Regions from separate parts of the Mus musculus genome. Here regions 2, 3, 4 and 5 are each linked to region 1. The links are chromatin contacts, called in public promoter capture Hi-C maps. All regions are on one chromosome and are shown on one strand. The core of a region is the stretch at or near the end of the contact, and the rest is flanking DNA. Distances in the headings are between cores, read along the strand shown.

Region 1 (5,727 bases), core at 2,207-4,706:
AAAAGTTGTTTTTGGAGACAAGGTCTCATCATTTAGCATCATTTACATGGCTGGCCTGGAACTTGGAATTTCGCATACCTTAGCCTCTTGAGTGCTTGGGTTAAAGGTGTGTTCTACTGTACTCAGCAGAAAATATCTTGAAATGTATTATCTGCATAAAATAGTTGATGTACTGCAAATACAATTATAATACAAGTGTTTTCATCTTTAGGCTATGTAAACTATAAGGTAAGAAGTCCATAATACTGAAAAATCAATTCACTTACTGGATAGTCAAGACTTCATAGGGCACTGGCCTCTCTGGCAGTCAAGTTACTCATAGATCAGGTTGATCTACCCTTCTTTATTATATTGGCTTATCTCTATTGTAGCTATGGTTTTTTGGCAAGTACTACAATGACTCTGACCTCTTCTTATGTCATTCTCCAGGAATAAAAACTAAAGAACATTGTCATTTACGTTGCCCTCTCATAAGCACAAATGACACACTAATCTCTCATGCTTTAAATATTTGTATGGATAACCTTTTCACAGGCATGTAATTACAGCTAAAGGAATGGTTTCCTAAGTACAACTTAATGCTTAAAGTGAGGTAGCTGGCTAACTCTTCAATGGATTAAGTGAAATTGAACAAACTAAATGATTAATAGAATTCCTTCAGCATGACAGGAAGACTATATTTTCTGCATCATCAAACATAAGTATTGTATCAATTTTAAGTTATAGGGAGACGGTTAACATTTGACTACATGATGTGATACAAACCAGAGGCGGGTTCTTATCCCAGTTTAACATTTAAAATTCTCATCAGACATAACTATTCTCCCTGCTTTCTTTAATAATGTGTAATAATGGAATGAAACATTTTTATGATCTTCGGGACAAGCTAGGCCTGTATTCCAAGAATAAAATCTTTTTAAAATATACATTGTGTTTTAAGACAGGACATTGTTATGTATATGCAACTGGCCTTGAACTTTGTGATTCTCTTGCCTCTATGGCCCAGGTACTGGAATTATAGGTGCAAGCAGACACTCCCAGGAAAGGACAAAGTCTTGAAAGTTTTACGCATTACTTTAAACTTGATTAAGTTTTAATCTAGTCTTCCCAGATGTTTTTGTGGCAATTAACTCTTAATTCAAATTCTAACAAAAGTCCCAGCTTTCGAGTGGGGTAGTGCCACAAGGGGAGAAAATAATTTGCTCTGAACTAATTCAACTGTGCAGTTTTACAGCCAGACCCGTGCTTAGTAAAGTGAGAGCATCTTAATGTACTATTTGATAAGGCGGCAACGCATACTGTATCTTGCATCTGAACTCGTAAGGATTTTTGCTCCTCACAGCTGAAAGCTTTAGTTTCCCTTCAAAATAATCTATTTCAGAATTCATACTGTATAGGATGACTGTTTTGTCTGAGGCTACACTGAACGGATCACATGGAAATGAAAGGGTTTGGATTATATCCTCAACTTCCTGATCCATGGGCTTTTAGTACTACAACTAATCTCAGGTCTTACTGAGTGCCTCAGAGAACTGGAAAAGGCAGTGTTGTGACTAAGGCTACCACGCTGGAGATCTGGTCCACCAGGAAAGTAGAGAAACACTTTTCGCTGGCAGGGCATGTGACTATCAGTCGGCTTCAGGAACTGAAATCATTTTTTGCCGGGCCTAAATGATCTAATTGGCACCTCCAGTCTCCTCAGATCAAACAGCTATTGTTTTCAATGTTTCCTTATTGAGAAGCTTCATGGCATGACTTTCTTTTTTTTTTTTTTTTTTCTGTTTTCTTTTGCCAGTATTTATTTTTATTTTTATTTTTTTTTCCATTTTTTATTAGGTATTTAACTCATTTACATTTCCAATGCTATACCAAAAGTCCCCCATATCCACCCACCCAATGGCATGACTTTCATGGTGAAGACAGATACACATCAGAGTGAAAATGAAATGGGAACCAGGTGTGGGGCATAGGCTTCCAACATCTGGAGGCAGAGACAGGAGGACTGCCACAAGTCCCAGTCCAGGCAACTGCTAGAACTTGTCTCACTGGTTCCCCCACCCAGAAAAAGGAAATGGAAAAACATTCCATTGTGTTTATACACCACATTTTGTTTACTAACTTATGACATTTATTTTTAACGTTTTGACTATTGTATATACTATAAATGCTGAGTGCATAAATAGCTGTTCACACATCCCTTTAAAGACATACTTCGGGACTATATACTGAGAAGTGGAATTGCTGAACCACATGCCTGATATGCTACAACACAATGAGCCATGTTAAGTGAAATAAGCCAGTCACAGGAGAAATGTAGTTGCCTTGATGAACCAACATTACTGTTGAAAGTTTCAGTTCTCTACTAGATCAAGTAGTCCTGAAGATAAACTAAGACTGAATAACGATGTAAATGTTAATGCTACTAAATTCACACACACACACTATATACATATGTATTATACATAAAATATATGTATTTTAAAGCAAGCTACTCAGTTTTGAACTGTCTCATTTTTAGAGGGCAAGTGTTTGGTTGAAGCATGAAGGTGGCAGGGCTGGGTGTGGTGTTTCTTGTAGAACCAGTACATGGGAAACTGAGGCACGCGAATCTACAAGTTCGAGGACAGCCTGGGTTACAAAGCAGAACCCTGCGTCAGAAACAAACACCCAAAACAAAACATCTAATGCGGCTTAAAAAAATTGGGGGAGGGAGGCAACAGGTTCAGAGGGAAAAATGGACCAACATAGTGGCTTGGGCCTCTGAAAGAAAAGCTAAGGCAGCCGCGTTTGGAGAATGGGAAGGCGTAGAAAGTAAAATACTGCGACAAGGTCCACTGCCCTGTCCTGAGGCTCCATCTCTAGAAGGAAAAAGAGGTATCTTCTCAGAGAAGCCGTGAGTCTCATCTTCCACTTCTGCCAACATCCCCCGAACGTTAGGGGTCCCCCGCCTGCCCGCTCCTTTTGTCGCCCGCACCGCTTTCCTCAGACCCCCCCTGCTCCCTAACATTCCCCTAGTCTTCCAAGGTGGGTCGCGGCCACCGCAGCACCAACCGTCATCGCTCCGGCCCCGCCCGTCGAACGCCAGAACGTGGGGGGCGGGAAGACCCGTCCTCGGGCGCCCCGGAAGTCACTGCCCTCTTGGCCAGCTGAGCGCCGCGGCGGGATTCGAGGCCTAGGATTGGCAGGAAGATAGGGATGACGTGCTACGTGTGGCGAGGCCGCCCCGCCCCCCCTGCGCGCTCTTAGCGTGGGGTGGGGCGGAGCGTGGCCCCCCGGCGGCCATTACCCGGAACCGTCCCGGGCCTTGGGTCAGGTGACCCGCGGCGGTGCTGGCGGGAGGGCGGGGTGGGGGCGGAAGGGAGGAGAGGAGGAGTGAGGCGAGACGCGAAGGGAGGAGAGAGAGGAGAAGGGCGGAGTAGGAGGGAGGGGAAGGGGGCGGGGTGGGAGCGGGTCACGTGACTCGGCATGGAGGCGGCGGCGGCGGCCGGGAGGAGTCGCTGGGGCAGAAGCCGCACTTGTTAGTGTTGGGGGAGGAGGGGGCCGGGGACGCCGACACCGTCAGCCGGCGACGCCGCGAAGGAGGCGGGAGGGGGGTGGGGGCGAAAGCAGGCTCCGACCCCCGGCCGAGGGGATGAGGGGAGCATGGGCGCCAAGGAGTCACGGATCGGATTCCTCAGCTACGAGGAGGCGCTGAGGAGAGGTGAGGGGGAGGGGTCGAGTGAGCTGCGGGGAGGCCAGCGCGGAGCGCCCAGGGGTGGGTGGCCGGAGGGAGAGGAGGCTGGGGCGTGGGGTGCCTGGCGAAGGACCCGGGAGGCCAGCCGTGGGAATATCGAGGGCAGGGAGGTGGAAGGGGAAGCGGGGTGTGGGAATTGGGGCACTAGGGGAGGGGGCGAAGCTTTGGCAGTGACGGGGGTACCGGGCGCTGGCTGGCCATTGCCGGTGCACTCGGTTGGCGTTGTTATCTTGTTTAGGTGCAGGGAAGCCCTGACCATCGGTTCTTGGGTGGCTCAACCCTTCCAGGCCCCCTCATCCTTCAGTGCCATTTTCTCATATCACTCTTTCATTTAAAAAAAAAAAAAAAAGCCTCCGACAACATCCTAATCTGGTTTCTAACAGCATTGGCTGGAGGAGAAGACAGGGCGTTCTGTTTTGCTCCTGGAAGTCCTTTTCTATTAGGGAGCCTCTGGTTTTCCCAGGGTCTTTGCCTCTCTGTTGAGGGCGATGACTATCCTTCCATTTACTCCTGCCATCCTTCACCCTTTGAGCGGTTGACTTTGATTAAGAACGACCTGAAAGTGAAGTTGTGTTTAAGGTGAGAACAGATTAGACAGCTGATGTTCATAAGACCTTGTCTTAGGTTTCCTCTCCTCGGACATTGATCAGACGGTTTTAGTACACTTGATTCCCAGTTCTTACCCCCTCGCTCCCTTAAAATGGCATTCGGAAACCCAGCATTGTGATACTGTATTACAGCTCCCTTCAGAGACTGGCCTTGCTGTCAACGGCTGCTGCTCTTGGCTCTGATTCACACTGTGTTGTTAATAGCCCCCAACCCCCTACCACTTACTCTGATACGATTGTCAGTGTAAAGCTCGTGCTAACTGGAAGTGTCTTGCACAGTTTATGGCCGGAATGTGACTTAATTTTTCATGACTGAGATTTGAGAGTGTGTCTGTGTGGTGCTTGTAGTTCTCTTTGATGTTTAATGGATTTTCTTGGTAAGAAGTGAAAAACATTAAGCAGATTAGTGGCCAGACATTATTGTTAACAGATTTCTAAGACCAAAATAAATAAATAAATAAATAAATAAGTAAATTCAGTCATGCGCCAGGTGTTTTTAGTAGCTTGGGATAGAAACTTAAAATATGATGAAAAAGACATTTTAAAGTGAGGATTTAGAAATGAGATCTAGTTCATATACAAAGAGAAATAAGTTCATTGGACCCACAACCTAATAAACAGAAAATAAGATACAGAATTGTAGCTGCATCAATTTTGGGGCTGAGCAGAATAGCGAAAATACACCTTTTAGTGGTTCTTCCTTACCATATCTGCATGATGATTATTCTTTTTTTTTTTTGTTTTGTTTTGTTTTGTTTTTTCGAGACAGGGTTTCTCTGTGTAGCCCTGGCTGTCCTGGAACTCACTTTGTAGACCAGGCTGGCCTCGAACTCAGAAATCCACCTGCCTCTGCCCCCCCAAGTGCTGGGATTAAAGGCGTGCACCTCCACCGCCCGGCTGCATGATGATTATTCTTAAGTACAATCTTACTTGAACTTTTTCTCTCTGTTTCAGTATGAGAAATATTCCAAATTCTTGATTTATTTCCAACCCTAGTAGACCAGTCACTTCCTGAATTCTGTTGAGCTTGACAGGTCTGGGGGCAATTAGTCTATGGCTTACATGGCATGAAATAGGGCACAGTCAAATGATTTACAGCTGTTCAGAAGTGTTCCTTAAGTTTAAGGGTGTGAATACCAGTGATATACCTGGCGTTAAGAAATTCTAAAATTAAACTTTTATTCCAGCTCTTGTTGATTTACTTTATATCAAATTAAGATTGTGTATTTTGTTTTTTTGAGACAGGGTTTCTCTATGTAGGCCTGACTGTCTGAACATCATTTTGTAGATCATGCTGGCCTTAAACTCAGAGATTCACCTGCCTCTTCCTCCCAAGTGCAGGATAAAAAGCATTCAGCACCATGCCTTGCAAGACTGTACATTTTA
Region 2 (5,727 bases), core at 1,691-4,190, 1.2 Mb after region 1:
ACTGGGAACTGAACCTGGGTCCTCTGCAAGAGTAGCCAGCATTCTTAACCACTGAGTCATCTCACCAGTCCAAGAAACTTGAAATTTTTAATTATACGCACACTATTCTTCTTGAAACTTGAGGAGCTCAGGACTTCTTATACACATACACCACGTATCTATAAACAACCAGAACTGAACTCTGATCTTTCTATAAGTGTAACCAAGCACTCCGGCACTGCACAGATGGCTTCTGTCAGTCTGCATTAAAGTAAAACCTAAACAAATATAATTAGCTTTCCATCTTAACAAAATAAATTCACAAACGGGATGTCCAGTGAAAACTCTGTACATTTTGGGAGGTGAAGGTATTTTTCGAACCTTTTCCTTTCTGAGATGTTCCAACTTTCCTGAAGTTAACTTCTTCTCTCCACTGACTTTTTCATCTTGAAGCTTTGCTTCTACAGAGGATGTCCACTGGATACCACCGTCAAAGTCTTCTTGAGCAGGAACTTCTATATTTGAAAAAATCAAAGGTATCAAGTGCAGCAGTATTAGGTGTGCCAAACTGGCATAAGGCCAGGAACAGGAGAGCTGTAACGTGGTGCAGACAGAACACCCAGGCTTGCTCTCTTCCTTTTGTTGGCTGTGTTAATTCTGAACATCAAGACAACTGTATGTGTCAAACAGGAGATGGACTGAGCATACACAGGCTACAGGGCAGCCAGCTTGTTCATCAAACATCGAGCTAGAAACTACTGTAATAGAGGAAGATTTCATGTGCAATAGCAATGAAATTACTATGCTTAGAGCTGTCCACATCATAGAAACAGCAGTTCTTCCTGTTTCTGTCAACACTGGCTCAATTAGAAGTAGACCTGACTGTCTTAATGACTAGATTAGCCAACTTTAATGTTTGTATGGTAGAACAAATATGTGAGAACAATCTAAAAAAAAAATTCTATGAGTAGTGAGCAAAGATCTTCAATGAATATTTTGTTTTTTACAAAGTCTAGCCTGGCCTTGAACTACAGATCTTCCCTCCTCCAACTTCAGAGTGATGAAACTGTAGGCAAGTATTACTATGCCCAGGTTTCTAATTGATTTTTTTTGTTTTTTGTTTTTTTAAATAATGGGTATGAGTGTTTTGTCTGAGTATCACATGTATGCCAGGTAACCAGGGAAACTAAAAGAAGGCATTCCATACCCTGGAACTAAAGTTATAGGCATTGTAAAGTGCCATGTGGGTGCTGGGAATTCAACCTGTATGCTCGGTAACAGCAGTCAGTGCTTTTAACTGCTAGGCCATCTCTCCATCTCCTCTGTGGCATTATTAAGACATAATTTTTAATTTCACTGAGACATAACTTCTAAGGAAGTGATACATATTTTTTCACAGAGTACCTCCACATTAGGATTATTATTCTCCAGAAATAGCAACACCTGTCCAAAAGGCTATGCATGACCATCATTGCAGTAGCAAGTAACAGCCAGTACCTAGGTATAATCCAGATGGCATCAACAAAGGTTGCTAGGTATGTGTTGTCTGACTTACCAGCTTGCACCGTTTTGGAACTGGAAAAAAAATGAGCATTAAGCCAATACTAACCTGAAGTCATCTTCTTTCTCTTTTTCTTCTTGGGCTCCTTACTCCTTTCCAACAGGACCCCTTGTGTTTTCTCCTCATTTGGGGGCTCCTGGTGTATTTGCAATGCTCCACATTCATCTGAGACGGACTTCTTGTTTCCGAAGAAGTCTAGTCCCTTCAGGACCTCCAAAGACTCGGAATCGAATTTCCTTTTTCCTACCTAAAACCCCAAAAGTTTTAAATGAAATTTACTGCCAGAACTGTTTCCATCCAACCGTGACTGGCTGTACGGAGGACGCAGGTTCAGTAATTCGCCTTTTTAACCTTTTCAAACAAGATTCTGTTGAGCTAAGTAGTGTGTTTAGGCAAACAGAATCCTATCAACAACAACAATGAATATTTATATACATTTACTACACGTCAAGGATATTTATTAGATATTAAATTACTTCATCCTCACACCAACCCTACAAGGTAAATAGCAGTGAGACAGAAGAGGGGAAAAAAAAATCCAGGCACCAGCAAGTAACTTAGTGAAGATCTCAGAAGTATTCACTAGCAGGCCCTGCATTTGATCCCAGAAATCCCTGCTCCAGGGTTCAAATGTAACCACAACACTGCAGTCAGGACGAAGAAACACAGACATCACCCTCCACAAAGGCTGTATTTTACAGTAAGGCTTATGTTTAAAATGTTTCACAAGTGAGTCCCAACTGACTTCCTTTCATGCTCACTACTTCTTTAAGAAACCCCCCGCATATCAGGATCACACTTTTGGTTGGCTACTTAAAATGTGGTTGGTTAGAGTGATGAAAAAACAAAACAAAACACCCCAACTCTCCACTGCAGTACAGCTATCTGTACATTAAGTCAAACTTGGGTAGCTTACAGTGAAAGCGTGCTTTCTTAGTTTCTAAGAGGGGTCTCGGAAAGGATTCCAACTTTGTGAGTAAAGTAAGATACCTGGGAATCAAAATGTCTGTGCCAGGCTCAACTGAGTCTACCGGGGCTCAGTAAACAGTCCTTCAGAAGTCTGGGGTAAATCTTAGGTTAAGCTAAATCCCAGGAGGGAAATGCTTGGGGGTGATCGGAGCCTGGCCTCGGGGTCTCCAGCGCGCCGGCTGCCCGGTTGGCGGCGGTCTCAATCTCCGGATCCCGCCCCTTCTCGGTCACGCGGCTCCCCGCGTACAGAAAGTACCTGGAATCGAGTAGCGTCTGCTGAGAAGCGCTTCACGTCGAACTTGGCGCCGGCTCCAAGCCGGCGAAACAGGTCGTAGGAATCCATCTTTACCCAGAAGGCCCCACGGCCTCCCGGCGCCTGCGTTTACCACTTTCTATCCGCGACTGCTTCCGCACAGGCCGTAGCGGAAGTCGCTCCAGGAGGCGGAGCCTGGCTGTGATAGGCGTGGAAAACGTGTGAGCTGGGAATTCGTTCACAAAATCCAAAATCGACGCTTCTTGTGCGTGGGAGTGTGCTAGACGTTTAGTGATAGTTTGATGAGCAACACGCCAATATTCTGCATTTTCGGTTACCGTTTAGAAAGGACAGAGATACTATTAACCAGTTACTGTAACTGAGGAAAATGGAAAGCATCGTGAGGCAAATTAAAAGCTGTGATGGGTTGAGAAGGGGTAGAAGCTAGTTTAGTTAGATTGGTTAAATTCAATCAAATTTGAACTGAGAAGGGGCCACTTTCCCAAGACATGGGAACAGCATTCCAGGGAAGAGAAAACCCATCTGAAGAAGGAAACGGATCTGAAACCTTGTTAGAACAGAAGCCGATCTGAGTTGCTCTCCAGTGCCACAGAAAGAAGGAAAAGGGGGTGGGTGGGGGGAGGGATGAAGGAAGAAATGAAGAAAGGAAAGAAAATTGGAGTAGCTGGAGCTAAGCTTACAGGGGCAAACAAACCAGGTCTCAACGCTGTAACAAGGGCATGATGAAGTATTTAGGTTTTAATCTAAACATGCTGCAAAACCAAAATTCATGGAAGGAGCAACTATCTTAGTTTATCCCATTTGATTTTTAGATTCATTCTCATTGTGTTTGAACTACTCGACTTTTTAAGTTTTGTATAACCTGTCTTCTGGAATGTAAGTCCACAAACATGAAGATCTATTTTTGCTTTATGATTGTATCCCTGGTTCTGTTTGCTTTCCATAAATGTTTGATGAATGAATTCGTGAAAGGGCCATACATGATTATTTGGAGTTATTTGGAGAAGGGACATGGAACAGATAAGAGTAGAAATGGAGACTAAAGTAGCTGTTGCTTTTATCTGGGTTGATAGCTATTCAAATGTGGATGGATTTGGGCTACAGTTTGGATATAGAGTTTAATGTACCTGATGGAGTTTGTGTAGGGTGAGGAAATGGATCCAGAGGTAGCTAAATATTGTGGTTTGAGCTGGGATGATGGCATGCCATTTACTGAACTAAGAAGAAAGGAAGAGCAGCCTTTTGGTGAGAATGAGAATCATGGAATTGTTACGTTTGTAGACATGTAGATCTCTACTTGATTAAGTGAAGACATCCAATTAGGTACTTGGACCCAAGAGTCTGAAGCTCAGGACTGAAGGCTGGAGAAACAAAACTGGGAGACATCAAAATATAAATAATACAATGCATAGACTCAAACATCATATGTCCATATCATTTGTGGATAGATCTATGATATAGAGAGGAGAGGGGGAAAGTTCAGTTCTAGTGAGACTTTCATTCTCGAGGAGAGCAGATGTGGAGTGAGCATAAGATGTCATGAAAATCTCTTCCCTGACTCCTCCTTACAGCTAACAGTGGGGACATCTTACTCTTTTAAATATATTTACTCCCTCTCTATAAATAGTATTTTGAGGAGACAGGAAGATGGCTCAACAGGTAGACACCAACCCTGCAAACTTGATGATCTGACTTTGATCCTGAGAACCCATGCAGAAGAACAGATAAGGCTGTGAAGACGTTTGTAGCATTTAGCTTAGGCAGGACCAAAGTTTATCCACGTTAATACAGTGGAGGTTATGGTCTCTCCCATCCAGTTATAGCCCCATGGTATTAATGGTTCCCTAGAGAGTTAACCTCCCAGGAGCTGAGGAAAGCCCTGTAGGTGGCCTTCCTTACTAGGAAATATTTAGCATTATACCAATGGCCAGCTCACTTTCCTTCTTCCAGAGAATAGATTTGTCTTGCTCGTTGAATTTGTGCTCTATATCCTTTACTTTAAAAGGAGGGACTTGGACTTGGAGCTTGGTTTAAATCTTACAGAGATCCAACTTTGTCTGCTTCCCAAGTGCTGAGATCACAGGCGTGTACCATCACACCTGACCACGTTCCTCTACCGTAGCTTTTTTCTATTGCGCTGCACTTATAGCTCCACATTGGTCCACAGACTTTAAAATTTCTGAAGCTGAGGCAATGTGTCATGCCTCTAAATACATTTGCTGAGTATGAAATCTGTTTCATATTAAGTGGTCATTTTTTAGTCTCTCTCTCTCTCTCTCTGTGTATGTGTGTTGTATGTGTGTGTGAGTGTGTGAGTGTGTGAATGTTCTGTGTGTGTTGTAGTGTGTCTGTGTGGTATATATCCAAGTTTTTTGGAGTGTGCACTTTGATGCATGCACATACACACATGTAGGTGCACATGTATGTGTGTGTCCAGAGACAGACATCAAATGTGTCTCCTCACCTGCACTTCCCTTTTGTATATTTATTAAATTTTATTATATTAATTTCATGTGTAATCATGCATTGCTACAGCATGCGTGGAGGTCACAACCCAGCTTTCAGGAGTTGGTTCCACCCTGTAGTTAACAAGAATTGATTTCAGGTTTTCAGGCTTGGTGGCAAGCATGTTTACTTGCTGAGCCAACTCTCTGACCCTCCACATTTATTTTTAGGATTATTTTATTTTATTGTTTGTGTGTTTTTGCTAGCATGTATGTATGGACACCATATTTGTGCCTGGTGCCCCAATGTCAGAAGAAGGAATTGACTCTCCTGGAACTGGAGTTATAAGTGGTTTTGAGCCACTATGTGAATCCTGGGAACCGAACCCATGTCCTTCATAAGACCAGTCAGTAAGTGCTCGTAACCAATAAGCCATCTTTCCAGTCCCACGTTTATTTATTTATTTTCAGACAAGGTCTCTTTCTGAATCCAAAGCTTC
Region 3 (5,727 bases), core at 1,940-4,439, 1.2 Mb after region 1:
TGCTAAGCAGGAAGATGCTGATAAGACAGCTAAGCTTGAGGGAAGGTCGGGGGTGGGGTGAGTGCGAACCAAGTGAGCTTCTAAGAACTTGACTTGTAGGGAGGGATGCTAACTGCAATGCTGCCAGGTCTCAGACCCGGAGCTCTGCTTGTCACCAGCCTTTTGCTACTAACCTACATTTGCTGCTGGCTTTCATGTCTCAGGCCTGGACTCCTAAATACAGTCTTCTCAACAGATCTCCTCAGCCTCAGCCTCCGGTTTCTAATACATATAACACAGCACTGGTGAGAGGCAGATTCAGGAAAGATCCTGTCTGAAGATGCACACCGGACTTACAACAGTACGATGCCTCAGGGTCAGAGTTCTCCTGGTTTTCCCTCATGGCCTTTTCGGATCGGGCATACTTTCCCTTTCCTTTTTTTATCACATGAAACTCTTCTCTCCATTCAATAGCAGCCGATCCTGCACTGTAGATTTGTTCCTCCCATAGCATTTGCTAGCCCCTAGTCTCCGTATGACAATCTCAACTCCTTCCCCTCCCCCAGTGCAGCTCAAAATCGACTTCACTATTGTGCATTTTGTGGATACTCACAAACACTTACACTTAAAAACCATGCCAGGATAGGTAAGAAACAGCAGAGGATGGAGAGACTAAGAAGTTCCCAGAGCTTGTAAGAGAGAAGGGCAGGGAAGCAGAGGGTTAAAGTTACTTTGTGAACACTCTGAGCACCGGGGCCTGTCTTGAGTCTTTTGAACCCATTAGGGCAGAGGTTTGTTCTCAGCCTTCCTAACGCTGTGACCCTTTACTTTAGTTCTTCGTGTGGGGGTGACCCCCAACCATAAAATTATTCTATTGCTACTTCATAACTGTAATTTTGCTACTGCTATGGATCATAATGTAACTGGCTGATGTGTGACCCACCCCTAAGAGGGGTCCAGACCCACAGGTTGAGAAATTGTGGTATTAGGACACCAAGAATAATGATACTTAGATCAGGGTGGTGGAGTCCACAGACCTAGCAATAATGAGATGGAGGTAGTCAGATCACAAATCTGAGACTGCCCTGGGCTATCTGTTCAACTCTAGCCTGAGCTAAAATAAACAACATTTTACACATTTACATGTGTAGTCATTCCACATGATTACAAGTGGGGTCACTAAAGACTCACCCAGACTGTTCTCAACTCTGTTGCTTTACTTGGTTAAAGGCAAATACTGTCATTTATCCGTCTCAAGCATTTACTCTAGGATAGTCCATTCAGTGCAAGAGGCGAAAGCGGTTGTTTGCATGTGGCTGCCTTTGGCTAGCCTTTAAGGAAACTAAGTAGCTAAAAGAAAGTATTTAAGAAACAGTATCCAAGGCAGAAGGCAGCCCTCAGAGTCAGTTGCAGCTGGTAATTTCTTTCTCCCACTGAAAGCTTCGAAAGAAGAGTGTTGGCTTCTGTTTTTCTTCAGTTATACTCTGCTACTTTGTTAGGTTTCTTATAGATAACTTCAGCTCTTAGTATCGCTTTCCCCAAACCAAAATATTCCTGAGTATACAGTTTCTCAGCCCCCAAAAGTATCTAACAAATGTAACACCAAATACCCTTCAACAACCATTGTAATCACTTTGTGTCTCCTATGGATTTACTACCTGTTGGAGTGCACATGAGTTTATTGCCCATGCTCTTTCCCCTAAGACAGGATCTCAGGGTACCCAAGCTAACATCAAACTCTCCCGATAGCTGAGCATGTCTTTGAGCTCCTGATCTTCCTGCCTACATCTCCTCAGAGCTGGATTACAGGCATTCTCCAGTGCAGCTCCTTGGACCAGTGGCATTAAAATACTACAAACCAAACTGAGCAACACACTGAATTTTTCTGTGCCCAGGGGGTCTTCCTTTTTTTTTTTTTTGAAAACATTTGTGCCTAAAACATGAAATTCTTTGAAAATTTCTAGGACTGGTCCCATTATTACTCATACATTTGATTAGATTAATAGAATGCCACTTTAGAAATTGTCATCCTGTATATATTCTGCAGGCAAAAGCAATTTCTAATGCTCACTAATGAAAGACCCCAACGAAACAGTGACAAAACCAGAGGAGGAAGGAAAATGTTTTAAGTTTAAAGTCAAAGACTGTAGAGGAAGCAGAAAACCTGGCCACACACCGTTGCTTTATTCAAGTGACTGCTTTTTTTCCTTCCGTGAATGAGTGTGTGTGTGTGTATTCACAATATGCACCTGAAGGAGACGGTTACTTTAAAATCTTTTACACATTTGAAGTGTAGGTGATTCCAAAATTAAACTATACATTAAAAAAAAAACCCAAATACTTCGCTTTCCAAAGATAACTTAGGATATTTAAAAATAAAAGCTAATTTTATCTCGGAATGTGTGTGCTATATGTCAGCTAATTAAATAAACACAAACTGAGTCATGATAGAAAGGGGAGCAGACTTTCTGGAATCAAACATTTTGTCAAATGAAAATGAACTTGAGTTACAAACACCCCTTTACCATTCTGGATACAGGGAGCATAGCCTAAAAATTATCTGAAATAGAACAAAGAGCAGATTTTTATTTTTAAAAGGAGCTCAATAAAGTCTGGAAGCTTTTGTTTTAAGAGGAGCATACTGCTCTTGGTCAGTGAATTTTCTTTGTTTCAAAATGTCTATTTTAAAAGGAGTCAGACAAATGTTTTTTTCTACTAAACGGGCTTTATCTCAAGACAATTACTAATTCAAAGGTCTTCAGATTTTTCTATTTGTATGTGAAGAAAAGAAAAAAGGACTGGACAGGACGCTCTATGAGAGGAAAGACAGTACTGTACAGTCTTAAAACGGTTCCTCCAGCTTTGCGACTAGACCGTCACAGCCTTCGCTCCGACAGCAGCTCGAGCCCAGCAAGCCTAGCAGGGACTCGCGGGCGCTCGAGGCCCCGCGGCAGGTGCGGTGGCGCCTGCACCCGAGCGCGCTCCCCGCGGGTCCCCAGGACGCTCGCGCCCCGCAACCGCCGCCCCTGCGCCCGGCCCCACCTGCCCACCCCGCCGACCATGGCTGCCCACTCCGCCCGCCCCGCCGACCCACCTGCCTGCCCCGCCGGGCCCCGCGCCCGCCCCCGCCGCGCCGCTGGCTCCGGCTCCCGGCCGCAGCGCCATCTTGCTCGGGGCCGCCGCCGCGCCAGCAGCTGTCAGCCGAAGACAGGCACTTCCGGGGCAGACACCGCCCCACCAAGTCGGGGCCGACGACGGGGCGGGGCTGCGCGCCCACGTGACTTCATGGCCCCCGGGCACGAGCGGCGCGCCCCGGTGGCATTCTGCAGGAGACACAGCACTGCGGCTGGTGTAGTTAGTTTGCAAACCCGGATCTGCACTAATGCACACAGTAGGTCCTGATATAACCAGATGATGGAACACAGGTGCTTTTCTGCTGTTCCTTTACACAGCAGTCGGATCCTAGAGGGCCTTTACAGCTGTTTCCCTTGGCACTCTCTCTTCAGCATCTATTACAGACACTGACAGTACCTTTTACTTAAGTCAATCTAGAGCATACATGGACCCAATACACACGAAGAGGATATCCTCCAAGGTGCCCTACTCATGTGGTCGGTTTTGCCATAGTGAGGCACCGTGAGCACATGCTGAACCTACACAGGGTATTTTTACTTTGACACCTCCAACCCTAACCAAGCTACCTGGAAGTAAAATGTGTTGAAAGTAAGTTTGTTAAGCTCTTAGATAATGGATCAATCACAACCAGTCCCTGCCACTTCTTGCCTTACAGCTTTCGCTGAGACAATTATAATAGGTTATTAGTTTACTAGACCAGTTTTATGTGCATTTAATAGTCTGATGTCCCTGAGTTATTACTGCTATTTTAGAAATGAGAAAAAAAAATCTTGAAAGAAGTTCTTGTAATATGCTCAGATCTTGGAGCTGCAGTGTGTCCACACCAATATGTCCTCAAAGTCCTTGGTCCTTTAACTAGGACCACGCCCACTATTTGTGAGATCTGTTTTCCTTGTTTGGTCTTGTTTACTATTTCACTTTTCCTCTTCCCTGGTCAAAGCTAGCATTTATATAGGAGAGTCCTTACTGATATGTATAGGAGTTTAAATCCATTCCTGACCCTTTTTTTAAAAAAAAAGCTGATACAAGTTTTGTAGCTACTTCATGGACTGGGTGGTTGCTCAGAAAAAATAAAGAGAAAATAACTGAATGGGGATTATCAACACGATCTGTTACCATCTCTATCTGCATCCGTCCAAGGACACTCCCCACCTGTGTTAAGAGTCTTGTTAGGATGCTTTGAGATCACAGCCCCATACCACATAATCGTTTCTATACTTCATCACTGCCGTTAGTTGCTAAAGAGTGGTGCTGTTAGCATACAAAGCTTCAGACACAGAGATAGGCACTTTTACTCTTAAAACACAGGAAAAGCTGAAGGTCTAAAATGAAAATGCAGCCGCAATGGTTTCAAGTGTATACCCACTTCAGGATATACACTGACTCAACTCTCTGCAAGAACAAAACAATTACAAACTTTTAGTTTTTATTCTCTAGAGCAGTTTATTTAAATGAAGCCTGATTTTTTTTTTAAATCTTTATCCCATCTATTCAATATCAGTCTCATGTCTGTATTCTCAGCAGTAAAGGGGCTGAAACAGGAGGATTGCTGTGAGTTCCAGGCCAGTCTGGGATACAGAGATCCCTTTTCAAAACAAATACACATTTAAAAGGAGGTCTACTGTGCTGATTTTAGACTAAAGTATCAACTGCCTAGAGTAAAGGAAACAGGCTTAATTCAGTTGCTGGCAGTCACTTATGTTGTAGTCCTGTGGCAGCACAGGCCCTGAGAAATTCTAGGCTCCAGTCTTAAGTGCTTCAACTTGTACCAAGCCTTTTTTATTCCACTGTACAAAGCAGGTAATTAAGGAAAACCTGCATACTGTGCACTGCCTTGGTCCAAATGATCACAGTTCTCTGTGGAGGGTGGCTGAAGCCCATCAAGTCTCAGCAAAGATAAGCATCTGAGACAATGAAACGAGGTGTATCGTGTAACGGGAATGTTCTTCCTCATCAGGATAGGATAGAGTGCTATCTGCTTTCAGGCAGTCATCTTGGTGGAAAGAGACAGGAAAGAACATGGTTAAATGATGGAGAATGAAGTCAGACAGGGAAAGGCTGATCATAACCTTACAGTTGCAACATTATGACAGCTAAGCATAAGCTTCCTCCCCAGTGCAGTACAGGTCAATTTCAACAGGCTCAAGTTTCCAATCCTCTGGAATTTGGATAACCACAGATGGGGGACCTCCTTACTGTGGCTCCTACCACAAAGAAACACTAAAGGGAGTGCTAGGCTCCTTCCTGTGTCTGGCCTGTGCTGCTGCTCTTGTTTGCATCCCACACAGCGCTGGCTCTCCATACACACAAGTGTGGATGGTGCACTCAAACTCAAGGTTTTATTTTAAAATTCTGTTCCAGACGCCTCTCCACAGCATGCATCACACTTTCCTTCACACTTGAAGGGCAAAATCCTTAAGAGTTCACCACACTTGGGTGTTATTTTAGCATCGGCTCTTGTTCTTCTATAAGAAGTATCTCTCTGGATTCAGGCAGAAATGCCAATGCCTGTTATTTTCATTGTATAAATCCCACCTACAAAGTGAAGCTTGATGCATCACTACATCAGAACCATTCTGTCCTCTCATATCCTTGTGGATTTCAAATGTTTGG
Region 4 (5,727 bases), core at 1,062-3,561, 1.1 Mb before region 1:
GGCTGGCCTGGAACTCAGAAATCTGCCTGCCTCTGCCTCCCGAGTGCTGGGATTAAAGGTGGGTGCCACCACGCCTGGCTGATCTTTTTCTTTACAGTAGGCATACTGATCCTTAGCCAGGGGCTCTCTTCTGTTGGCAGGTACTATCTTACTAGGTTTTCAATTTTCTCTGACTACAGTGGCCAAGATCCTCTGGAGGTTCCTTTCCTGTTTCTTCTCTCCTTTGAGTTCTCTAGCTTCCTGTTCCTTCTGCCTTCTCTCCTCCTTCTTTTCTTCTGACTCTTGGTTATGATAAGCCTTCTCAGCTACTTGCACTAGTTCCTTTAGAGACTTGTCTTACAATCCCTCAAGTTTCTGCAACTTCTTCCTAATATCTCTGCTAGATTGGTCAATAAAGGCAACAGTAACTGTTGCCTTATGCTCTTCACTGCTAGGATCATAGTGGGTAAACTGGCGAAAGGCCTCCATGAGTCTCTCTAGGAAGGCAGAGGGAGACTCATTCAGCCCCTGTACCACTTCCCTTACCTTAGTCAAATTGGTGGGGCAGTGTGCTGACCCTTTGAGACCTGCCATCAGAGCCTGGCGGTGGACCTTCAGGTGCTCCCTACCTTTAGGGGTGTTGAAGTCCCAGTTCGGTCTGGTCAATGGGAAGCCTGCATCAATATTCCCTGGCAGGAGGGAAGGGCGCCCACCTGACCCCGGGACATGTATCCTAGCCTCAAGGATTCGCTGCTTTTCCTCTGTGGTAAAGAGAACCTGAAGCAGTTGCTGACTATCTTCCCATGTGGGCTGATGGGAGAAGTGATTCAATTAAGTTAATTAGACCTTGTGGATTCTCAGAAAATGAGGGGTTATGAGTTTTCCAGTTATATAAGTCATTGGAGGAAAACGGCCAATACTGAAAGGCTGATGACCTTGTTCATCCGGGGACCATAGGCCGGGAGGGGCAGAATATGGGCACCCTCAGGAGTTGCCTCCACTGTCTCTGAGTCTCCTGAGCAGGTCCCTCTGACCTGGGGAGGGAGGAGGATGGCGAGTCCCCCTGATTCTCCAGGCGGAATGGGCGGGGCCAAAGGCCCTGCAGCTTGAGCTGCATGAGGAGAGAGAGAGAGAGAGAGAGAGAGAGAGAGAGAGAGAGAGAGAGAGAGAGAGAGGATAAAGGGGAGGGAGATAAAGAAGAAGATCAGTATCCGTGGTGGGGAGAACATCTTTCTTGGGCCTATCCTGAAGGGCGAAGATTGGCACAGCCATTGGTCCTGAAGAGGAACCGGGCGAACACAAGGAGGGGGATCGGTGACTAAATCTTCCCACACTATGATATATGGGACCTGATTAGGGTGGCTCTTCGAGCCAGCACCAAAAATGCACCTCTTGACGGACAATATAAGAGGCAGTGAGAAAGAACCCTCAGGAGGCCATCCAATCTGAAAGGTGGGCCACTCTGACGAGCAAAAAGTAAACCATTTATTTTTCTTCACATTTACTGAGAGATTGTGAGCTCTAGTCTTAACCTCCCTCCAATGTTCTAGAGTAAAACTCGGAGGGGTGGAAGGTCAGTGTCCCATTCTGTCCAAAAATAACGTCAGTCCCAGTCCACACACAAAAAGAAAAACAGAAAGTAAAATACCAACGCGCCCCTGCCACGAGCGCCACAGAAGATACACTGAATAACTTGGTAGTGGTCTCTTTGCCACTGACCCCCAGATGAAGTCGAGCCCTCCCGGATCTCGCGGATCGGATCCGACTTCCCACTCTGAGAGTCTGGAGCGTCCTCCAGGACTCTTCGTTACCGCAGCGTTAAGGTCGCTTCTGGCAACCCCCGGCAGACAACTCCTTTGCAAACCGAAACCAAACTGACTTGCAGCCGACTCAAAATAGAGGGAACAGACGGAATAGACGCGCGGAATAGACGCACGCCAAGGGCGGACACAAAGAGACACAGCCGCGGTACCTGCTCGAACAATCCTCCGGTCTCCTGTCACTGGACCCGCCAGCAGGACGATTCCCGGTCAATGCACCAAATGTAAGACCCGTCTAACGCCCATTTTGTGCTTCTTAAAGTCTCACAGTACAAGAATTTTTTTTTTTCCTTCAAGCAAATGTGCGGAACTTGTCCCAGTCTTTTTCGCGGGGTGGGGTTTGGGGGAGGGGCGGTGCTCGTCTTCCGGTCCCGCCAAGTACTCGAGGGTTGATTTTACTTCGCGGGCTCCCATTGGGCGGTATAGCGTTGGCCTCGTACGATGATTGGCTGTTTCCTTTTCCGGTCTGGCTGTGTGATTGGCTGACTGGGAACCGAGGGGCGGGAGGCGCGAATTCATCTGTGTGGCGCTGCGGAGTGCAGCCTGGAGAGGGAGGAGTGGCTGTACCTTGGTACCTGGCAGCGTCGGAACAGCCGGTGAGGGAGGACTTTCGTACTCGCGAGCTTTCCTTGTAGGTCGGCTCCGCGTTGCCTTCTGTCAAACGTCAGCCGTTCCTTTTCTCTGGGAGCGGGAGCCAGCCGTGGGCAAATGGAAAGGAGGGCGCGGGGAGGGGACGGGCTCCTGCAGGCTGGCGCCGGCGGGCTCTCGGGCTCTATGGTGTGGCTCCCCGTGGACATGTGAGAACTAGGAGCTTGGGGAAGGAAAGCTGAGGGCCAGGGAGCCTGTCCTTACATTCTGTGAACGCAGGCTGGAGGTAGCCCCAGCTTCCGCGGTACTTCTGGAAGGGCTACAGATTTGTTAACCCGCCCCCCCCCCCCCCTTCTCTTAAAGAGACAGGGTCTCACCCTCCAGCTCTGGCTGGGCTGGAACTCGGAGTGCAGACCTGGCTGCCCTCGATCGATCGTACAGAGATCCACCAGAGATTGTTGGGGGCCAGAAGAATTGCGCCACCACATCCGGAAGTGTGATTGTCTGATGAGTTTTGAGAGGAATGTTGCCACAGCTTCAGGCATAGATTGCCATCTCGATTAATTTTAGTAACACAATATTGAGTTTTTGCTTCAGAATAAGCTGTTAGAGTCCATTAAACCTCAGAGGTTTACAGATAAAAATCAGTGATTGGATACTTTTTCTAACAATATCTTTTATTTATTCTTTGATAGTTTATGCATATATACAAAGTATCTTGACCTATCCCCAGTACATCCTTCACACTGCTTCGGGACCCCTTCACACGCCCCTCCCACCCAATGAGTCCAATTAGTACTGCCTGATGGGATGTTGACAGGTCTCCTTGGCTTGATTTTATGCAGGTCTTGTCTGACAGAACAATATTTAGAAATGAAAAATAACTTAAGAGTGGTGGGTTTTTTGGAGCACAGAAGCTGTGGTTAAAGTTATTGACTTCATGACCTGTTGTACCTTCTGTCTTAACCATCTCCATTCACAGACTGAGTTTACCAGATTTTCTCACCACTGTCGAAATTCTTCAGTCAATAAAAGTGTCTGGGAGGTTAGGTGATGCAAACAGTGGGATTTAAATCTATTTTGTTTCAATTATAATCTCCTGATTTCAGAATTACTGAGCTGACTCAGCAGGTAAAGGACTCAACCGAGCTAGCAGTGTTTAATTCCTGAGACCCACATGGTGAGAGGAGGGAACCTATTCTGTCTCCAGAACACTGTCTTCTCACTTCCACACACGTGTCATGCCATGCGGGTTCTCCTCCCCCAGTAAACTAAAAGATGATTTAAAAAAAATTAAGTGAATTTCTGTGGAAAGATACTTTCTCCCTTACAACAATTTTTAAAGTTAGATATTATTGCAGAAAAGAATTTTAGACTTACAGGTGAAAAATGTTAAGTCATAGATACAACCTGTGCTTCCTGCCCATTCATCTGCCTTTTCCTTCTAACTGGGAGAGTGTGAAAAGGGCAAACAGGAATGTACAGAATAAGAGGAAACAGTGAGGCTATGGAATAGCAGAGCTGCTTCAGAAATCTGTTGTATCTATAAGTTGAATATATGTAATCAAACTTGTTATAGGAGCTTGTGTTTCATCTGCCATGTACAGTATGTTTTTACATTATTTAACTTTTACAGCAGTCTTATAAGGCTTGTTTCTGTTAGGACTCCTATTCTGTACCTGAGGACATGGAGTTCTAGAAAAGTGACTTGCCTTACATCATAACTAATACATCATGGAGTGCCAGTCTAGACTGGTCAGACTCTAGTACGTATGTGCTCTTGACCCTGAGATTTATTTATAAGGATAAGATTTTTTTTTATTTCTATTACTTTTATATATGTGCTTATTAATTCCAGTTTTTATTATCAGACTTCAGCTCTATTGCTAGGTGTCTGGTTTTCTTTGAATGACATTATTTCGATATGTAAACTGTAATCCTTTTTATATTTGTGAGTGTATGTGTGGATGGCTATGCCAGGTAAATGCAGGTTATTGCAGAAGCCAGATAAGGTTGTGGGAGTCCTTGGAGCTGGAGTTACAGGCATTTGTAAGGTGCCTGATGTGGGCTCTGGGAATCCATCTCGCCAACCCTTCTACTGATTTTATTGTTTCTGTTGTAGTGAAGCACCTAAAGTAGAGAAGAAGGCAGAATGTCCTCAGTGTTGTCTGACTACACCATCGGTGGGGTGAAGATCCACTTTCCCTGTAGAGCGTATCCAGCACAGCTTGCGATGATGAATTCTGTAAGTCTTTTACAGCAGCTGAGTCTTTACCAAGAGGCTGTGGCTTGTGATTCCAAGTATACATTGAATTTGTGACTATTCACAGGTATAAAATGATGGCTAGGATTTGTTGGATTCATCTGGAAGAGCACCTAAGTTCTAGGAAAGTGATATGATAACTCTTAAGCTGTGTATGTTTAGGTTAGGATGTAGCAAGAACATCTGAAAAACAGTTTCAGCTCCTTTAGAATTTTGATTTTTATTCTTCATTTCTACTACCTTTATATTTCTATTCAAAGTCATTATAACCCCTTCTACTAGCAGTATCTCTCATCGAGTTTTTCTCATAGATATTTATAGGTATTAGTATTGCAGGCTTTTGTTTGTTTGCTTATCTGTGTTTTTAGATTATTTCTATGTGTATGAGTGTTTTGCCTGCATGTGTATCTGTGCAACTTATGTGTGCCTGAGGCCTGACGGGCCTAGAATAGGGCATCAGATCTCCTGGAACTGGAGTTACAGGTGGTTGTAAGCTACCACGTGGTGCTGGGAATTGAACCTGGGTCTTCTTCATGAGTAACAGCTGCTCTTAAGTGCTAAACCACCTCTCTAGCACTTATCATAGTTCCTTAGAAACTACTTGTGCTTGTATAATTAAATATAAGTTGCTTTTTAAAATTCTCATGCTTGACATGTTTATAAAACCAGCAGACTGTTCAGAAGAAATGTAAAGGAATAAAGTCTTAAATTTAATACAATTCTCTAGTTCTTCCCGCGCTGTAACTGTGTTTCCTGGGGTGCATCCTGACTCTTCTGTGCTGTTCTAGTCGTGGTCCTGTTCCGTGGAGAGAGATCTAATAAAGTAATCACTTATTATTTTCTTCCTTTTAAAATTGACATCTTTGTCCACAGATTGTCAGAGGACTAAACAGCAGCCAACACTGTTTGCTGGAGAGTCCCACAGGAAGTGGAAAAAGTTTAGCCTTACTTTGTTCTGCATTAGCATGGCAGCAATCTCTTAGTGGTAAGTAAAATTCTTTTTTAAAAAATTATTATATTTATTTTTGTATGCATATATATGTGCACATGTGCTGTGGGGTGGAGGTCAGAGGACAA
Region 5 (5,727 bases), core at 2,257-4,756, 1.0 Mb after region 1:
ATTGTACAAAGGGAGACACAGCTTAGTGAATCAAGGCCATATTAATACTTAGGAAACAATGACAGAAATAAACCAGGAACTGCTGGGTTAACTCAGGAATTATGGTCATTCTTCTTGTAAGTACTATAGAAAACAAAAACAACAAAAAGGTTTTTTTTCCATTTATTTGATGTGTATAAGTGCTTTGCCTGCATGTATGTGTATCACTTGCAAGCCTGGTGCCCATGGGGGTCAGAAGGCACTGGTTCCCTCGAAACTGGAGTTGCAGGTAGTTGTGAGCTACCATCTGGTGAACCTAGGTCCTCTTATAAGAACAGCCAGTGCTCTTAAACACTGAGCCATGTCTCCAGTCCCTAGGACTTCTTTTTCCATCTCACACATACCCACTCCCCCACCAGTCACTCTATCTATGTCTTTTGCCTTTTTCGTTTCTGTGTTTTGAGACAGAAACTCCCTATGTAATCCTTGACTGGCCTGCAAGCTGTGCTACAGACCAAACTGGCCTCAGCTTGCGACAATGACTCTTGCCACTGACTCCTGAGTGCCAGGATTCAAGGTGTGTTCCACTCTCTGTGGCCATACCTTTGTCTTTATTCATTTCACCAGTATCTGCTGGTCCTACCTTTCTGGGTGCTGAGGTTACAAAGAGAAAGGGCGGTCTGTTCTCAAGCTGGGGAAAACACAAAGAAACAATTATACTCGTTACACAATTTGAGCCCTGAGCTCTCCACTGAGCAGCAGAGTCCTATTGTGATTTCCAGTTAGTACGCAAAACACAGATTCCCAAACAAAACCTGGCTTCTAAAGTCCGTCGTCTGTGATCTCTACCCTTCTCTTCCGATGGTCCTGCCATGCTACCAACACTACACTGCTAAGGGAAGAAACCGAGGAAGGCACTGCCTCTAACAGTGTCATCCTTCCTTTTCACTGGGTGTGTGTGTGTGTGTGTGTGTGTGTGTGTGTGTGTGTGTGTGTGTGTGCTCGCATGCATGCATATATGTATATAGTTAACCATATATGCCTTTACATATGGAGGGCAGAGGTTGATGTTGGCTGCCTTCCTCACGTGCTCTCCACCTTGTGTTTTGAGGCAGGGCTTCTCCTGGACGTCATTGCTTTGGCTAGGCTGGCTGGCCAATGAGCTCCAGGTATGTGCCTGTCTCACCTCTCCCCAGTGTGGGATTGGTACCGAGTGGAATAGTGGTGCTAGTGATCTGAACTCAGGTCGACATGTACTCCATTGACTGCGGCATCTCCCAACCCCTTCATTCTATTTTTCTGAGAGAGTTCTCTCTCAAGGAACCTGAAGCTCATTGATTCAGCTAGACTGGCTGACCAACATGCCCCAGGGATCCTCTGGTCTCCGTCCCAGTGCTGGGGCTACAGGCACGCACCACCTTGACTAGGGCACCGAGGTTTAAATTCAAACACTTCACTGACAGAGACATCCCACCACACCCTGACATTTTTAGTTTTTGCGCTAATTTTTAAGTTAACGTAATGGGTTTCATTATTTGTGTGATTTTCACGCTTATGACATCATACTTTGTTGGATCCCTTTGGATACATTTTAATCCATTTAAATTTCATCCCTCTTGGACATTTTATTTTTTATTTTTTTGGTTTTTCCAGACATTGGACATTTTAATTTATCCATTTTTTGAGTCAGGGTCACATGCACCGGACTGAACTGGAATTTTTTGCGTAGGCTGACCTCCTGTGTGCTGGCATTACAGGCATGAGCCACTATTCTTTTCTTAAATACATTGATGTCTACCCTTCATGGAATTCTATCATATCCCAGTGAAATAAAAAAATCCAACCAAAGTTTACCAAGTGATGTGGGACCTGGGTCCAGGCTGTTTTCCATCAAATCTCTTTACTTGGATCTGCTCCAGCCACTCTGACCTTCTTGCTTCTTCTTCTCCATGCCTATCAAAGCCACGCACCAGGGCCACCGTACCTGCTGAGTCTCATCTATGGTTCTCTCTAGAAATCTGGAAGCTTCTGTTTCTCATTCAATAATTGGATTTCCTCTTGTGTGTTATGTCTGCTAGGAAGCCTTTCTTCCCTATCCTGACTAAAAGAAAATCTATCACTGTTATATCTGGATCCTGATTTATTTCCCATAAAACCACATTATGAGGCATTTAAAAATATTTGTTACTTATATATTAATATGCAACATACTTATATTTTATTGCTTATATATAAAATACACAAACCTTATGTGCAAGAGCATATACTTCGCTCACTACCAAATTCTCAGCACCCAGGGAAGTGGCTGTTCGTTGTGCTTTTGTGAAATGAATGGATTTGGAGAGTCAGTAAATGTGAAGTACTCTATAGCATCAACTGTTTATTTAACGTGGTGGGGATGACTTTCACATGTGAATTTTTAATGTTTTTTCTTTACTACTCTTTTTTTTTTTGAGACAGATCTCTTACTCTGTAGCCCAGATTGATCTCAATCTCAAAGCAATTGTCCTGCACTCTCCAAGTGTTGAGATCACAGATGTGAGCCACTAATTGCACCCAGCTGCAGATTTTATTTTTATTTTAACAATAGACTTATATTACCTGTGTACCAAAAAACAAATCAAGATGCCACACGGGCAGATATCGTATAAATGAATTCCAACAGAAATTGGGCAAATCTATGAAACAGATTTTTAAATAGATATACAGCATAATAGTTAAGATCAAGCCATGGGTTGGAATAGAGCTCTTCCCCAACACTTGGTAGCACTGTGATCCTAAGTTATATATTTCAATGCTGGACCATGAGGACAGTAACAGTGCCTCCCTCAGAAAGTTGTTTTAGACGAACCCTTATGTGTAACCCGCTTTGTACAATGCCTGGCATGCAGTATTGAAGGACTCCACAAATGGAAGCTCTTATAAGAATCTATACTATTAGTAATAAGAGATGTTGGGACATACCTAGCCCTCAAGAGTGACATCAGAGTGGACCACCACATCATCACTGCGTTTCCATGTGGGCCTCTGAAGCCCAGGCAGGGGATGGGTCTTTCCAGAGAAGGCAATTTCGACGTCCCAGAAGCATCAGAATAAAAAGGACCCTCTTCACCCCTCAAGTCATTCAGTCCGGGTAATCCATGAGTGGCATGATGCGCCCGGGGCTCGTCATCCTCCAGTCCAGAGCCTGGGCAGCCTCAGTTTCTTTGCTTGCAAAAGAATTGGAATGGGACTGTTAAGAAAAAAATCTAGACTGAAACAGCGGAAGCCGCCTTAGCACATGCCACCGGGCCGCTTGTGGCGACGGAGAAAGTGACAGCAGGTCAGACTTCAGAGCCCACCGACTAGCAGCCAGGTACCACGCTCCCCATCCCGGGGCGGCGCCACCGGGACCCGCCCGCTGCCAGACTGGAGGAGGCGGGACCGCCTCGGCGTGCTCGCGGCACGGGACCGCGCACGTGAGTCGAGGCCGCGCACGCAGGCCGCGGCGCGCACGCAGAGTCTGCACAGCGCGCGCAGCGGCGGGCTCTTCGGCGCCGAGGTGCGGGACGTGGCGAGGTGAGGCGCGGGGCCGAGCGGCGGGAGCGAGGGCACGCGGGGTCACGAGGTGCCGGCTGGCGCGGCGGGGCCACGCGGCGGGGGAGGTTGGCGCGGCCGGGCGAGTCCCGAGCCCCTCCCCCCGGCGGCTGGCGGTGCCGCAGCTCCGTATTCCCGGCTGGGCGGTGGAGCACGGCCCCGGCCCACCTGACCCGCCGAACCCCCACGTGGGTCTCCGCGCCCCAGTGTTTAGCACTGTTTTGCGGTCGAGGCCCGGCTACAGTGACCTGCCCAAGACCGTGCAGCTCTAAGGATGTTAACTGCACAACTGCCAAGCCCGCGGCTCCCCTGTGCTCATGGGATCCTGCCCCTCCATGCCTTCCCTGATCCCTCTTGTAATTAATTTAAATGTAGCCCATCTCTCAAGGATGTTAGTGTCACTGCGTGGTCTTCTAAGGAAGGAGAGGAAGGAGGATTTTGCTTTCTGCAGCATTGTGCTTTGCAATGTGAAGTGTTTGTCAGAACGTACTGTAGAATCTTTGCCACTGTAAAGGTCTTGATAGAGCCCTGCTGTTCACCAGGCTGTAAAAACATTGTGCAAATACCCCAATCTTTAGCGCTTCATTTTCTTGGGGAAAACAGCCTATGTCAGGAGATTGTTAGGATTCCAAGATATAGTCCCCGTACTAAGATTACATTTAGTACCTGACATATGCCTTTGTTAATTTTTTTTTTAATTAATTTTTTTTTTTAGTCAGCCTCATGTATCTTGGGCTAACCTTGAACTTAATGTAGCCAAGAGTTTCCATGAACTGATCGTACTGTCTGTACCTCTGGAGTACTGGGTTTGTTTGCTCAATGGATGCTGGAGTGTGAATATAAAGCATCCTTGCTAAAACACCCTACAACTGAACTACTGAGCCACAACGTTCTTCAAAGATCATTTTTCTTGGAAATAGAGTAAAAACTCACCCCTACCCAAAATAGCCTAAAGTTTGACCCTCAGCCTTCTTATCTAAGCATTGCATATACTTTGTATGTCAGTCCCCAAGCTAAAAATGTCAACGTGAAAAACCTATTTTGGTTGGAGAGATGGCTCAGCGGTTAAGAGCACTGGCTGCGCTTCCAGAGGTTCCGAGTTCAAATCCCAGCAACCACACGGTGGCTCACAGCCATCTGTAATGGGATCTGATGCCTTCTGGTGGGTCTAAGGACAGCTACAATGTACTCATATAAATAAAATAAATAAATCTTTAAAAACAAAAGGGGGGGGGGCTGGAGAGATGGCTCAGAGGTTAAGACCACTGACTGCTCTTCAGAAGGTCCTGAGTTCAATTCCCAGCAACCACGTGGTGGCTCACGACCATCCGTAGCAAGCGCCCTCTTCTGGAGTGTCTGAAGGCAGCTACAGTGTACTTACAGATAATAAATAAATAAATCTTAAGGAAAAAAAAAAAGAAAAATCTATTTCAGGAGAAATGAAGGTGAATTAGCCTTTTGTTTTGTTTGTTTGTTTGTCCCCCACCCCCTGAGACAGGGTTTCTTTTTTTTTTAAGATTTATTTATTTTATTTTATTATATGTGAGTACACTGTAGCTGTCTTCAGATGCACCAGGAGAGGGCGTCAGATCTCATTATGGGTGGTTGTGAGCCACCATGTGGTTGCTGGGATTTGAACTCAGGACCTTCGGAAGAACAGTCAGTGCTCTTAACCACTGAACCATCTCTCCAGCCCGAGACAGGGTTTCTCTGTGTGGTCCTAGCTCTGTAGACCAGGCTGGCCTTGAACTCAGAAATCCACTTGCCTCTGCCTCCCAAGTGCTGGGATTAAAGGCATGTGCCACCACTGCCCGGCTGAATTAGCCTTTTATAAAACTAACATTTATTTGTCCAAATTGGTATTTGCTTTGTTTTGGCTTGGGTTTTCTTTCCTTTTTCCCCTCTAAGACAGGGTCTCTCTATGTTGCCCTGCCTGCCTGTCCTAGAGCTCACTCTGTAGAGTAGGCTGTCTGTGGTTCCTGAGTGCTGGGATCAAAGGTGTGCACCACCATGAGTTTCAAGCAGTCCAAGATAGCCAGGGATGACATTGAAGTCCTCCTGTCTGAAGGAGTAAGTTACTGATCCGCATATGTTGGGTAGGATTCCTTAGTTTCCAGTAATAAAATCCAATTTATTTTTTGAGACAGGATCTCACTATGTAGCTGGCTCCGA

The links. Promoter capture Hi-C pulls out the DNA fragments that hold promoters and counts their contacts.
Region 2: a promoter capture Hi-C map of liver shows a contact between it and region 1, with 4 times the contacts expected there. The contact joins the promoter of Ddx52 here to the promoter of Usp32 in region 1. A contact is called at or near these places in 4 of 39 promoter capture datasets (hippocampal neurons, liver and pre-B cells).
Region 3: a contact with region 1 is called in a promoter capture Hi-C map of pre-B cells, with 4 times the contacts expected there. The contact joins the promoter of Synrg here to the promoter of Usp32 in region 1. A contact is called at or near these places in 6 of 39 promoter capture datasets (the 3T3-L1 cell line, hippocampal neurons, liver and 2 more).
Region 4: a contact with region 1 is called in a promoter capture Hi-C map of liver, with 5 times the contacts expected there. The contact joins the promoter of Brip1 here to the promoter of Usp32 in region 1. A contact is called at or near these places in 6 of 39 promoter capture datasets (the C10 cell line, embryonic stem cells, hippocampal neurons and 2 more), 1 of 484 Hi-C or Micro-C datasets (B cells), 3 of 115 datasets of contacts at active chromatin or transcription factors (astrocytes, embryonic forebrain and large pre-B cells) and 1 of 9 other capture datasets (embryonic stem cells).
Region 5: a contact with region 1 is called in a promoter capture Hi-C map of hippocampal neurons, with 5 times the contacts expected there. The contact joins the promoter of Tada2a here to the promoter of Usp32 in region 1. A contact is called at or near these places in 4 of 39 promoter capture datasets (embryonic stem cells, hippocampal neurons, liver and 1 more), 1 of 484 Hi-C or Micro-C datasets (embryonic stem cells) and 1 of 115 datasets of contacts at active chromatin or transcription factors (astrocytes).

What each region holds. Positions count from the first base shown.
Region 1 is chr11:85,137,684-85,143,410 of GRCm38.p6, reverse strand. It overlaps Usp32 (ubiquitin specific peptidase 32), which reads left to right and starts at 3,456. Exons shown (of 34, transcript NM_001029934.1): 1 at 3,456-3,700. The coding sequence starts at 3,643. It also overlaps a transcript of 1700125H20Rik not described here.
Region 2 is chr11:83,939,303-83,945,029 of GRCm38.p6, reverse strand. It overlaps Ddx52 (DExD box helicase 52), which reads right to left and starts at 2,940. Exons shown (of 15, transcript NM_030096.2): 1 at 2,766-2,940; 2 at 1,589-1,787; 3 at 361-494. The coding sequence starts at 2,852.
Region 3 is chr11:83,961,893-83,967,619 of GRCm38.p6, reverse strand. Synrg (synergin, gamma) reads right to left here and starts at 3,189. Exons shown (of 20, transcript NM_194341.2): 1 at 3,074-3,189. The coding sequence starts at 3,144. Ddx52 (DExD box helicase 52) reads right to left here. Exons shown (of 15, transcript NM_030096.2): 15 at 4,532-5,727.
Region 4 is chr11:86,197,777-86,203,503 of GRCm38.p6, reverse strand. It overlaps Brip1 (BRCA1 interacting protein C-terminal helicase 1), which reads left to right and starts at 2,311. Exons shown (of 20, transcript NM_178309.2): 1 at 2,311-2,395; 2 at 4,510-4,632; 3 at 5,524-5,635. The coding sequence starts at 4,540. Brip1os (BRCA1 interacting protein C-terminal helicase 1, opposite strand) reads right to left here and starts at 2,144. Exons shown (of 7, transcript NR_130959.1): 1 at 1,952-2,144.
Region 5 is chr11:84,127,347-84,133,073 of GRCm38.p6, reverse strand. Tada2a (transcriptional adaptor 2A) reads left to right here and starts at 3,506. Exons shown (of 16, transcript NM_172562.3): 1 at 3,506-3,537. It also overlaps a transcript of Acaca not described here.